3 separate regions of the Sus scrofa genome follow, and all the other regions are linked to region 2. The links are chromatin contacts, called in public HiChIP or PLAC-seq maps. All regions are on one chromosome and are shown on one strand. Each heading gives the region's core, a stretch centred on a gene start, on an enhancer-like site or on the middle of the called end of the contact. The rest is flanking DNA. Distances are from core to core; before and after follow the strand shown.

The links. HiChIP or PLAC-seq counts read pairs in DNA pulled down with a chosen protein or histone mark.
Region 1: a contact with region 2 is called in an H3K27ac HiChIP or PLAC-seq map of alveolar macrophages. The contact joins the promoter of EMC4 here to the promoter of LPCAT4 in region 2. A contact is called at or near these places in 18 of 47 Hi-C or Micro-C datasets (alveolar macrophages, blood, brain and 9 more) and 2 of 2 datasets of contacts at active chromatin or transcription factors (alveolar macrophages and skeletal muscle).
Region 3: an H3K27ac HiChIP or PLAC-seq map of alveolar macrophages shows a contact between it and region 2. The contact joins the promoter of EMC7 here to the promoter of LPCAT4 in region 2. A contact is called at or near these places in 2 of 5 promoter capture datasets (fetal skeletal muscle and liver), 13 of 47 Hi-C or Micro-C datasets (alveolar macrophages, embryonic fibroblasts, epiblast stem cells and 8 more) and 2 of 2 datasets of contacts at active chromatin or transcription factors (alveolar macrophages and skeletal muscle).

The regions. Positions count from the first base shown.
Region 1 is chr7:80,268,641-80,272,173 of Sscrofa11.1, reverse strand. It overlaps EMC4 (ER membrane protein complex subunit 4), which reads left to right and starts at 1,483. Exons shown (of 5, transcript NM_001243441.1): 1 at 1,483-1,691; 2 at 2,011-2,125. The coding sequence starts at 1,606.
Region 2 is chr7:80,139,724-80,143,621 of Sscrofa11.1, reverse strand. It overlaps LPCAT4 (lysophosphatidylcholine acyltransferase 4), which reads right to left and starts at 2,314. Exons shown (of 14, transcript NM_001145867.1): 1 at 2,199-2,314; 2 at 789-931; 3 at 326-546. The coding sequence starts at 2,312.
Region 3 is chr7:80,389,079-80,392,646 of Sscrofa11.1, reverse strand. EMC7 (ER membrane protein complex subunit 7) reads right to left here and starts at 1,449. Exons shown (of 5, transcript NM_001243700.1): 1 at 1,116-1,449. The coding sequence starts at 1,348.

The sequences.
Region 1 (3,533 bases), core at 234-2,733, 130 kb before region 2:
AGAAAATTAATATGCAGCTTCTACCCTCAAGCAATTTGGGGTAGAAGTGCATGTGTGTGTGTAAAGATTAAGTGCTCAGGGTCTGTCAACAAACAATGCAATGTGTTATGAGACAGGAAGATAAAAGCACAGCTATTCTGTAAAAGGACCAGGGAATGGCCTTGGGCATACAGGTCTGAGTCCCAGAGACAAATACCAGGCTTGCTGGTATAAAAAATTAACTTTATGGGAGTTCCCTTTGTGGCTCAGCAGTTAACGAACCTGACTAGGACCCTTGAGGATTGGGGTTCGATCCCTGGCCTTGCCCAGTGAGCTGGGGTGTAGGTTGCAGACGGAGCTTGGATCCTTCGTTGCTGTAGCTGTGGTGTACTCAGACATTTACAGCTCCGATTCAACCCCTAGCCTGGGAACTTCCATTTGCTGCATGTGTGGCACTAAGGAAAAAAAAAATTAACTTTATCTCTACACCTAGTGACTAGATACTAGTTTATCTAGCATAACCAGTTGCCATAAGAGGAGAAGCTCAACTATAAATTTAAACCGTATCTACTCTGGTGCTTTCCTGCAGAAAATTCTCATGCATTTTTCCCCCTCACAGAAGCAGTCTATTCCTGCTGATAACCTGCTGATCAAAGAAGTTTGATGATAAATAAATTAAATAAGAAAAATTTTTAAAAATTTCATAAAAAGCTTAAAAAAAGTTTGATGATTTCTGGAAATTATCAGTGATCATGAGACAATCCCTCCCTTTTGTTCATAAATGCATCTTGCCCCTTCTACTCAGGGAGCTGGCACTTTTTTCCCCCCACCTTCTCTCTGTGCACAAGCTATCTACTCTAATAAAAAGTTCTGCTTGACAAAGAGCGGCCAGAAAAGAAAACAAAAACAAAAAACATGCATAATCTTTGATCCAGCAATTTACCCATCTAGGAATTTAAGGAAATAAGAAAAGATGTACAAGGAAGTTCGCCGCAACATTGGTTATAAAAGGGGGAAAAACAGTAAAAGAGACCACCATAATCTGGAACCCAAGAGCCTTAACATGTGCCTACACTGCCTCCTAGGTTTTGTGCAAAACAGGGATAAAACGATCTACCTCGCAAGGTTACTAAGATAATTAAATGAAATAATAAACACAAAGGTCCAGGACATTCAACACACAGAAGCCACTAAATAACTGGCTCAGGGTCAAACAATCAGTGGGAAAACCAGGATTTAAACAGAGATTTGAATCTTCGTGATCCCGGGAGCAGGCGGGCGCTCCATAGGTTTTCTTGGATTCCACCCTTAAGGCAGTCAGTGTGGACTTTCCCTCTAACCCATAAAGCGCACCTCAGAGGTCAGGGGACACCTAGTAGAGCTCTTCAGAAAGGTAGGAAGGCACATTAGAAAGCTTTAGTATCTGCCCATTTTCCTCCTCGCATCTCTGCGCTCCAAGCGCTCTCTACGATCGGCCCGGACAAATTCCGTGGAGGAAATGACGTATATACGTACGCGCCGGAAGTGGTGCAAAAGCGGGCCCTAGCAGCCGCAGACGCAGTGGGCCTGAGCCCCGGCTCGGTTTCAGAGTTGGAAGCTTTGCAGCTTTGGTAGGCGACCGCTGTTATGACGGCCCAGGGGAGCTTGGTGGCTAACCGAGGCCGGCGCTTCAAGTGGGCGATTGAGCTGAGCGGTCCTGGAGGAGGCAGCAGGTGAGGAGCCTGGGCAAAGCTCGACATCAGAGCCTTCACCCCAGAACAGGACCTGAGCCCCCGGGCACAACTCTGATGGATGGCGCAAAGATAATTCTTGGGGAGGTCGCGGCTTCTCTGCCGTGGAGGTTTCTGTGTCCGAAGCATGCTTTTGTCATTCTTCCCAATAGATGAAGGTTCTGAGGAGCCCACAAGAGGGCTTGGTGTAATCTGGGTGGATACATCTGAGAATATTTATTCCTGAGATTAGAACAGGAAATGAATGTGGGGTATGAAGTGTACGAGGCTGTGGCCTTAATTTTTTTATTTTGGTCTCCAGGGGCCGAAGTGACCGGGGCGGTGGCCAGGGAGACTCGCTGTACCCCGTTGGTTACTTGGACAAGCAAGTGCCTGATACCAGCGTGCAAGAGACAGACCGGATCCTAGTGGAGAAGGTACAGAGGTATAGATGTCATCATAGTCCTTGGGCCAGTCCTGACGTACACACCCACCTCCCTTCCCAGGCAGCATATTAATATCTTACTGCAGATGGCTAGCCAGAATATCTGGTAGCTAAACTGCTGGAGGTTGGTGTTATATTGGTTGACGTATCAGCCTCAAAAGTGCTCAATAACTGGAAAAATTAAAAAACATATAATAGGTTGATAATGAATTGGTTATGTGTTCCAGTTGAAGTCTTTTTTTTTTTTTTTTTTGCCTTTTCCTAGGCCCGCTTCCGCGGCATATGGAGATTCCCAGGCTAGGGGGTCTAACCAGAGCTGAAGCCGCCGACCCACCCACAGCAACGCCAGATCCGAGCCACGTGCAACGTGGGATCCTTAACCCACTGAGCGAGGCCAGGGATCGAACTCGCAACCTCATGATTCCTAGTCGGATCCGTTAACCTCTGAGACAGGACGGGAACTTCTAGTTGAAGTCGTCTTTTCTATTTTAGTTCCCCGATACCACACAACCAATTTGTCAGGTTAGTCTGTTTGTTTTACCTTTAAAATAGATTAGAAATCTTACTTCTTACTGCTTTAATCTGCCATCTCTTGAGCTAAGCGACTTCATCACCTACTACTTTACCTGTTGTTCACGCCTCTAGTCAGAATGGCCTCCTTGCTGATTCTTAAATATGCCAGGTGAGCTTCTATTCCAGGCTTTTTGTACTTGTTCTTCACCTTCCCTGGAATACTCTTCCTCCAGATACCAGTATGACTTGCTGTCTCAACTCAGATGTTACCTTCTCAGTGAATTCTACTCTCATGGCATTCTCGATCTTATTTTCTTACTTTGTGTTTCTCCTGTCATTCATATATGTGATATAGGTTACTTATTACCTTTTTTTTTTTTTTTCCCCCCACTTTGTAACTTCCACGAGAGCAAAATTTTGTCTTCCAAGTCCCTAGAACTGTGCCTGGCACTTCCTTTTCTCTCAGGCTTAATATTGCTCAATATTAAATAATCTTTGTTTCATGAAATGTAGTGATTTTTCACAACATGAAAGGACAGAGTTATGTCAGTGATTTTCTTGAATTTCCTATCATTTTTCATCTTGGTACATCAAAGTATAATGTAAATAATACATGATAGTAAGGTATTATTAAAATGGCTTGATTTGGGGGGTTCCCAATGTGGCTCCATGGTAACAAACCCGACTAATATCCATGAGGATGTGGGTTCAATCCCTGGCCCCTTCCAGTGGGTTAAGGATCCGTTGTTGCTACGGTATAGGTAACACATGTGGCTTGGATCCTGCATTGCTATGGCTGGGGCATAAACTGATAGCTGTAGCTCCAATTCAACCCCTAGCCTAGGAACTTTCATATGCCGCACCTATGGATCTAAAAAGAAAAAAAA
Region 2 (3,898 bases), core at 1,065-3,564:
AGGGTACAAGGCGACACTTGGTCTCTACCCAGACGCAGGAACACCCGCAGCCTCCCCTTCCTCAACAGTAGGAGATGCTCCTCAGTGGGGGACCCTCCTTTTTTTGGTGTGTTGTCCTTTTAGGGAACTAACCAGAGCTCCCTGCTCCCTTCTAATTCGCACAGAGGTCAAAGTCTAAGAGGCTGTTTCATAAACGGTGTTAATTTGCATTTCATTCCCCAGCATCAGTTGCCGTCCTTTCTAACTTCTCCCTCCCCGCTCTCTCCAGAATATCCGATTCCTGTGTGTTTTTGCCCAGAGTTGTTCACCCCTCTTAATCTCTCACCTCCAATGACAGGAACGGAAAGGTTCTCAGCTCGAGACACAACTTTGGGCAGGTCACAGGGCAGCAGAACAATGGGGTCAAAGAAAGTAGAGTGGGGGGCGGCAACTAGGACAGGGGCTTGAAGGCGAGTGGCCCGCTGGCCCCGAACTCGGATCCGGAGGAAACCCAGCAGGAAAAAGAGCAGACGGCTGAGGCCCAGCACCCCATTGTGGCATACGGTCCTGCAGGGCAAGGCTCGGCATCAATGCAAGCAGAGATCCCGCCCCTCTCTCACACACCCAGGAAAGCAGGTGCCCTTCTTTTGCCCTCTATTACTCTGGCAAAGGGCTGATGTCTCTGGTTACTCTGGGACCATTCTGGGTGGGAGTTTCAGAACCCTCCCTCCTCTTCTTCTCAAAGAGGGAGCAGAATGGACAGCAGGGAAGAGGAGTGAAAATCTGGGTCTCTGGGGCCCCTCACTTACTTCCTCCATCCTGTAATCGGCTCCTGAAGTTGTTCCTCAGTAAGGCCAGCTACTTGCAGCCAGGCAAAGGGCCAGAGGAGAAAGAGGACGATAAAGGCCAGAAGCACTCGGATGGGGGCCAGCAGTGCCCCCAGAAGGCAGAACTGCAGAGGGTGGGAGAGAAGGCCACTTCAGGGCTCTGAGATGTTTCCTCCAGTCTTCCCCTCTCCCACAAGGATGGACCCAGAGCAAAGGACCATCACCCCTGGAGATCAGACGGCAAGTCGTGTGGAACAGGAGATGGGATTGGAACCCAAGGTGGGATGAAGATACCAATAGGATCAGAGGCCTCATTTTTCTGTCTTTCAGTCTGTCCCCACCACACCTATACAACTGAGGCTGTTAAGAGGCTTTAATGTTAACCAGTGTTAAAATGCCCAGCCCTGTGCTCTATGTAGAACAGGCTAGAGACAGTTCTTTTTCATCACATCCCCTTCTATAAATAGCTCCTATGTCTAACAAAAATCAGGGGCACCATTCTTTCCACTCTGGGCCCGAGGTGGGGTGCAGGGGAGTGGAACACTCAGAGAGGTCCACTTTTCAGACCCTCGACCGTCTCTGGTTCTGCCCAGCAGGAGCAGCATCCCTCAGTACTGAAGGATGGGAGAGAGAAGAGGAGCTCGGCCCTACTCCACGGGGTAGGGGTTGCCAGGAGCCAGCGTGACTCCAAGGGCTGCCCCGGGGAGAGGGCAGGTAAACAAACCTAGCCCCAGGAGCCGGCGACAGCGGAGGCGAGGCGGAGGCAAAAGAAACCTTGGACACTCCCTTCTCACACCACTCCACTCCCCAGCTTCCCCAGGCTGGTCCGGCCCTCCACTTCCTGTAGCCAACCCCCTTCACAACCTCCTTCCAACCCCCACCAGGAGGTGCTGCAGTGCGGGGGGTGGGGGTGGTGCGGGGAGGGGGGGGCGGCGGGGTGAAGAGGGGTTGTTGGAAGGGCACAGGGGGTGCAGGCTCCGGGCCCAGAAACCTCCTCCAAGTCACAACCACGCAGAAGCTCTCAGCAGGCCCCTGCCCCCACCCGCGGCTATCCGTAGCCTCCAACTCCATCCTAGCCCATCGGCCTCCGCAGGATGTAATCCGCAGTCTTCAGTGTCCTCCATCTACCCTACCTCTGGGTCCCCGGCAGTCCACCATCCTCACCTAGTCAATTCTCACACACCTCCGAGCTTGCCGATCACCTAAGCCCGTGTTCTCTCCAGGACTCCTCGCCCACCGCCCCGCCGCCCCCACGTGCGCACCCCCGGACTCCCGCCCCGCTAGCCTATCCACCCACCTCCTTTCCGGATTCCCATCCCCATCATTGCCAGAGCTCCAAAAGGCCTTTTCTATTCCCAAGAGTCTTCCCGACGCCCCCCGCCCACACCTTACCTTAACCCTCTGGAGGCGGGAGAGATGTAACTCATGCACGAAGGGGTTGGGGGGCGCTGGGGGTCCGGGGGTGGGGTCAAGGGGGGCCCAGTCCCCCGGACTTCCCTGGCTCATAGCGGCGGGAGAAGGTGGGAGAGAGGGCTCCCTGACCCCGGCCCCGGGCCCCTCTCTGCAGAGCAGAAGCTGCAGCAGCAGCGGCAGCGGCGGCGGCGCTCTGGCCCCGGCCCCGCCTGGTGCGGGGCGGCGAGGGGCGGGGAGCAGGCGGCGCGGCCCGGCCCGCGTTGTCAGGGAGCTGGTCGAGGGGCGGGGTTTCCAGAGCCCCGGCGGCCCTGCTCCTCTGCGCCAGCCGCCTCGCCCGCAGCCCCCCGGGCCATTGTTACGAGGAGGCTGGGTGATGGAGCGCCGCGCCCGCCTACGGGGTGCCCCCGGGCCTGGCCCTGTGACGTTCCTCTAGGAAGATCTGGCTGCTTCCTTCGCGCAGGCCTCCGGCTCGGACCGGGTTTAGGGCCGCGAGGTGGGCGAGGAGATTAGAACGCCCTCCGACCCCGCCCGGGCGTCGAGGTCAACCAGCAAAGCGCAGATCGGGGTGGGGCCCTCGGGTGGAACAGAATGCGAGGGCGGGTGCGTTGCGCGCGGAGACCGGCAGCTCCCGGGCGAGGCGGGGCCCCGCTGTCCCCGCGGGCTCGCGGACCGAAGCCACCTCTAGTAGGCCGACCACCTTTCCTTCCTGGTCGGGTCGACGCCATCGCGCGTGGACTTGAGGCGCTCGCGCCCTCTGGCGGCTACATAGGGCCTCAGCTCCTGACATCCTCGTCCTACCTGTGCCGGGAAGCCCCGCCTGGGCTGATGGAGAACTCTTCCAACCCGCTAGGTGCCAGTAACCATCAAGACTGGGGTCGTATACTTACCAGGGCCCAAGAAGGCCTGGCTAGCGAACCTAGAGAGCTAGGACAACCCCGAACGCAGCCGTCTTTTTCCTCCTAGTCTCTTTACTCAGTTTCTTTCCTTCTTTCCTTTTTGTGAGAGGACAAAGTAATACCCTTCACACCCAAACTCCAAGCTGTCCCAGAAAACTCATGAATTGGTCAGCCCCTTCATCAGGGGATGGTGAGATCAGGGAATGGGGTAGACTTTGAGATTCATAGCCAGTAACACAATCAGATAATGCTCATGAGGAAAAGGAGATAGAAGCCTCATTGCTTGTGGAAAGTAGTGGCTTTCAGTTCACCCTGTTTATTTCTCTCTTCTGTATCCGTCAATCAGCATTTCCTGAAGGTCTTGGGAACAGTGGACGATCAGTGGGCTCCTGGGTCATCCAGTACCATTAATCTTTTATTGGATGGGGGACCTGGGAAAAGTTAAGTTAGAAGAAACGTTGAGACAGATTTTGGGGTGAAGGAGAAAAAAATAGCTTTTATTTTTATAAAAGCAATAGCTTTTATTGCTTTGCTTTACAGGAGGCTAAAGCCCTAAAGACTGTGCTCTCCCTTGGGAGAGAATAGGAGGTGGTTTTACAGTTTGGGGAGTGGAAAATAGGGCCACAGTTAAGGATCAGGGTAGGTGTAAGCTTGCATTCTTCTTCAAAGCTGGTGTTTAGTGGCCCTGGGGTAGGTTCTAATGGTCCTGGAATGAAGACTGCTTGAAATAGTTAACATCTTCTATTTATTGGGGTTTTAGTTCTGAAAAAGAGCTTGAAGAAG
Region 3 (3,568 bases), core at 200-2,699, 250 kb before region 2:
TTAATGGGAGTTTTACCATTAAAACATCATTTATTAGGGTAAACCCTAAAGAATGCCCTAATTAAAAAAAAAAAAGACTTCCCTAATGCTAGATTTTTAATGATAAACAGCACTGAAAAAATGGCTATTAACTTCCTGTCATTATTTACTAATCTGAGGTTGAACTTTTCATTCAAAGGTGCCTAGAAAATCTGAATATTTGCAAATCAAATTCAGAATTAAATGTCCACATTTAAATTTTGTGCTTTTCAGATACCATTTGCTGGTATACAAACCTACCACAGAAACACCTTTCCCAAATATTTTCAGTTCAAAGTTTCAGTTTAAGCAGCGATTGAAAGATTTAAAACATCATACTTGTGCCTAGACATCTGAAAATCGGGCTTATGAAAAACAACAGTGCTAATAAACCCACCACGTTTTTCATATAAGCTCAAATCCCATTTCTACTAATATCTAAAAAGGACAGAAGCCTGTGAGTACTGTAGAGAAACCCTAGTTTCACATAAGTGACACGTGTGATGCTTCGAATCCCTCGATGAATTCAAATGTAAAAAAGAACAACAATCCCACCTCGAGCCAAAAAAAGGTGCTGATTAGGGACTTCAGGGCCGGTTAATTTTAGAAGCAGCAACATTAGCCTCCTAGTCTATAGCATCACTAGAAGCCCTGTGGGCTTTGAGAATTCCCAGTTGCTTAGCATCCTTCTACACAACATAAAGCTACCAAGAGACTGAAATGAACGCAAAAAGCAGCCAGATTTCAGGGAAACCAGATGAGATGCACAGGAAAAACTTCATCAAAAGACAAATGACCCTGGTCCCCAGGGTCCAGGAATGGTGGTCTCCATCGAGGGCCAAACTGGAGCTGAAAATAACTGACCCCACAGCTCCAGCCCTGGAGCGAGCACCTGCCATCCTCATTTCGAGGTAAGAGACCGGGAAGGGGAAACCGTCCCACTGCCTCCCAAGGTCTTCCAGCACAGACCGCTAGTGGCGCCCGCCCCTTTACCCTCGGATAGCGACATTGTCAGATTCTGACACTTAGCTCCTGAAGGAGGAATTGCCTTTAGGCTTCCATCCCAACCGCTTTCGCGCTGCCCTCAGGAAGCTCACTTAAGGAAGCCGACATGCTCTTCTCCGTCTACCAGCACTCGGGCCGCGGAGATCCAGTCCTGGGGCTTCACTCCAGGAACAACCGCACGGCCTTCAATCTTGAAGCGATCTCCTATGCCGGCCCCACTCCCTCCTGACCCCTCGGAGGTAGACCCAGACACCTCCGAGCTCTGGGCATCCCCTGACAGCAGAAGCAAAAAGACGGGGAAGAGGCCCCATAGAGCGGCCGCCATGACAGCAGCTCTCCGCCGTCAGACCCGCAGCCCCGGAAGCCCTCCCCGTCTCTTGCCGCCGCCGCCACTGCCGCAGCCGCCGCCACCGGCCGATGTCGTCATCCCGGCGCGCCGGCTTCCGCGCGAGCTTTGGACTCAAACACCAGCGCAGAAGTCTTGGCCAATCAACTTGCGAGGCTGAAATGCAGCGCTCTCCGCGCGCTCGGGATTGGAGGGCCGTGTGATTAGTGTCGCTTTAAGGGGGCCGCGCACAAAGCGACCGTGCTCAAGTGTGTGTGTTCGAGGCCTTAGGACCACACCAGAGTAAAAGACGATTAATACTTAAGAGACTTTGGTAGAAACAAGTCCGGAAAGGAGCGTTTAAAAAACTTCTAGAGATTCCCCGAGACGTAAAAGATGAAAATGCTCCCGTTTGTGTGTTTAAAGGAGATAATGTCTCTGCACAGAAAAATAGCTGGAAAAAATACGTAAACTATTTATAAAGGGTTTCGTCTGGTACAAAGGAAAAGAGTTGGAGGACATTTATCTGCATTTATTTATCTTAGACCATTCGTCCAGTTTTGAATACTTTTCCGTAATGAAAACAACATAACGGGGGGAAGCCTGCCATTGTTGATCATGGGGATTAAGACAAGATTTCAGAGATCATCTTCTTCAATCCGTTCGTTTCTTGATGATAGACAAGGTGCCTTGCCCAGAGTTTCTGTTGGGCCTTGGACATTGCCATGCCTAGAGCTAGCCTCCCAGGGAAGAGTAACAAAAATTGGAAAAAGAACAAAGGAATCAAGTACTCTGAACCCCTGATAGGGACTGGGAATGCAGCTCATACTCTATTCTGAGCATCAGCAGCTGCTGCTTAGGGGTAGTTTACCTAAGTCTTCTGAAGATAGCTATTTCTTCACATTGAATCTTTGGAAGAAGCAGACATGCTTTAAAAAGAGTATGTGCTACAACCCTCCCCACCAACACCAACCATCAAAACTACGCTAAATTATGAAGTTAAATTTCACTTTTCTAAAATAATACAAAATTTGTAAATACACTGAAATAAAAATAGCCTCATCCCAAATTTATCTCACTTTATTTCACACATTTTTTGGTAACCCAGCTTTGCTGGTGTCTTGGGCACATATTTGGTTCTGTAATCAGTGATGGACAGTATCTCAGGTGGAAACTGGGAAGTTTACTTTTTATGTGGGGCAAAGGGCAGGAAAGTACCAGCAACACACAGCAGTTGAGCTCTCTGAATCCCCATTTCTGCCTTTCTCTTTCTTTCCCTACCTTACTGTCACTCTCATACCAAAGAATCCAGTGATTTGACCCTATAATTGCCAGGCTTAAACTTCTCCACAGGCATTGGATGGAGGAGAGAAATCTAAGTAATGTTTTCAAGTGTTGTGAAATTCTGTCATCTCTGGTGTTTTCCAGGTAGACCACGGGAATTGCATAGATATTCAAGTCCAAATTATATAAGAGTTATCCCATAATGTAGCCCTAGGACTCATGCCTAATGAAAGAAATGATAATTATAGTGAAATGTTTTAGAAAAATTTTGTGCTAAATTTGCTCTGTTTGCCCAGCCGGATCCACCTTCTGCCCTCTGCTCTGCTTTGTGCCCTGGAAGACTGGCCCTTGAAGGATTGAAAAAAACTTGGTTCCTTTGCCTTCTGCGTGCTTCTAGGTTGAGTTCAGCCAATAGGAAGTATCTGTAGGACATCCCTTTCAATTTCCCTTACCAATCCCCTTACTTCCAAGAAAGTTTAATAAAGGGATAATTTACAGTCACCACTTCAAGTCTTCCATCTATTTCCTCAAGATCCTGACCCATGTAGATTTCAATCAGACCTACTTATCTTAGTTATGGAAAATATTATTAAAGTGAGAAGTGATCAGTTCATTTATTCAGGATCTTTGCTTTCTCCATCTTCCTTTTTTGCTACCTGGTGAACAAATTATGGCCACAAGGGGGTGAACAAGGACAGGGATAGATACAATACTCAACTCCCCCCAACCAACAGACACAAGGAATTTTTATAAATATTGGATTATACCAACAGAGGTTGATTGTGGGTTTTACAAGTGTAGTTCTTTTCTTTCTTTTTTAAAAAAGTGTTCTGTTTCTGAGTTTTTAAATATTTTTATAATTATAAATTTTATGAATAAATTATTAAAACATAAAACTATTTTTAAAAATAAATGGAGAAGCTAACATTGCTAAAT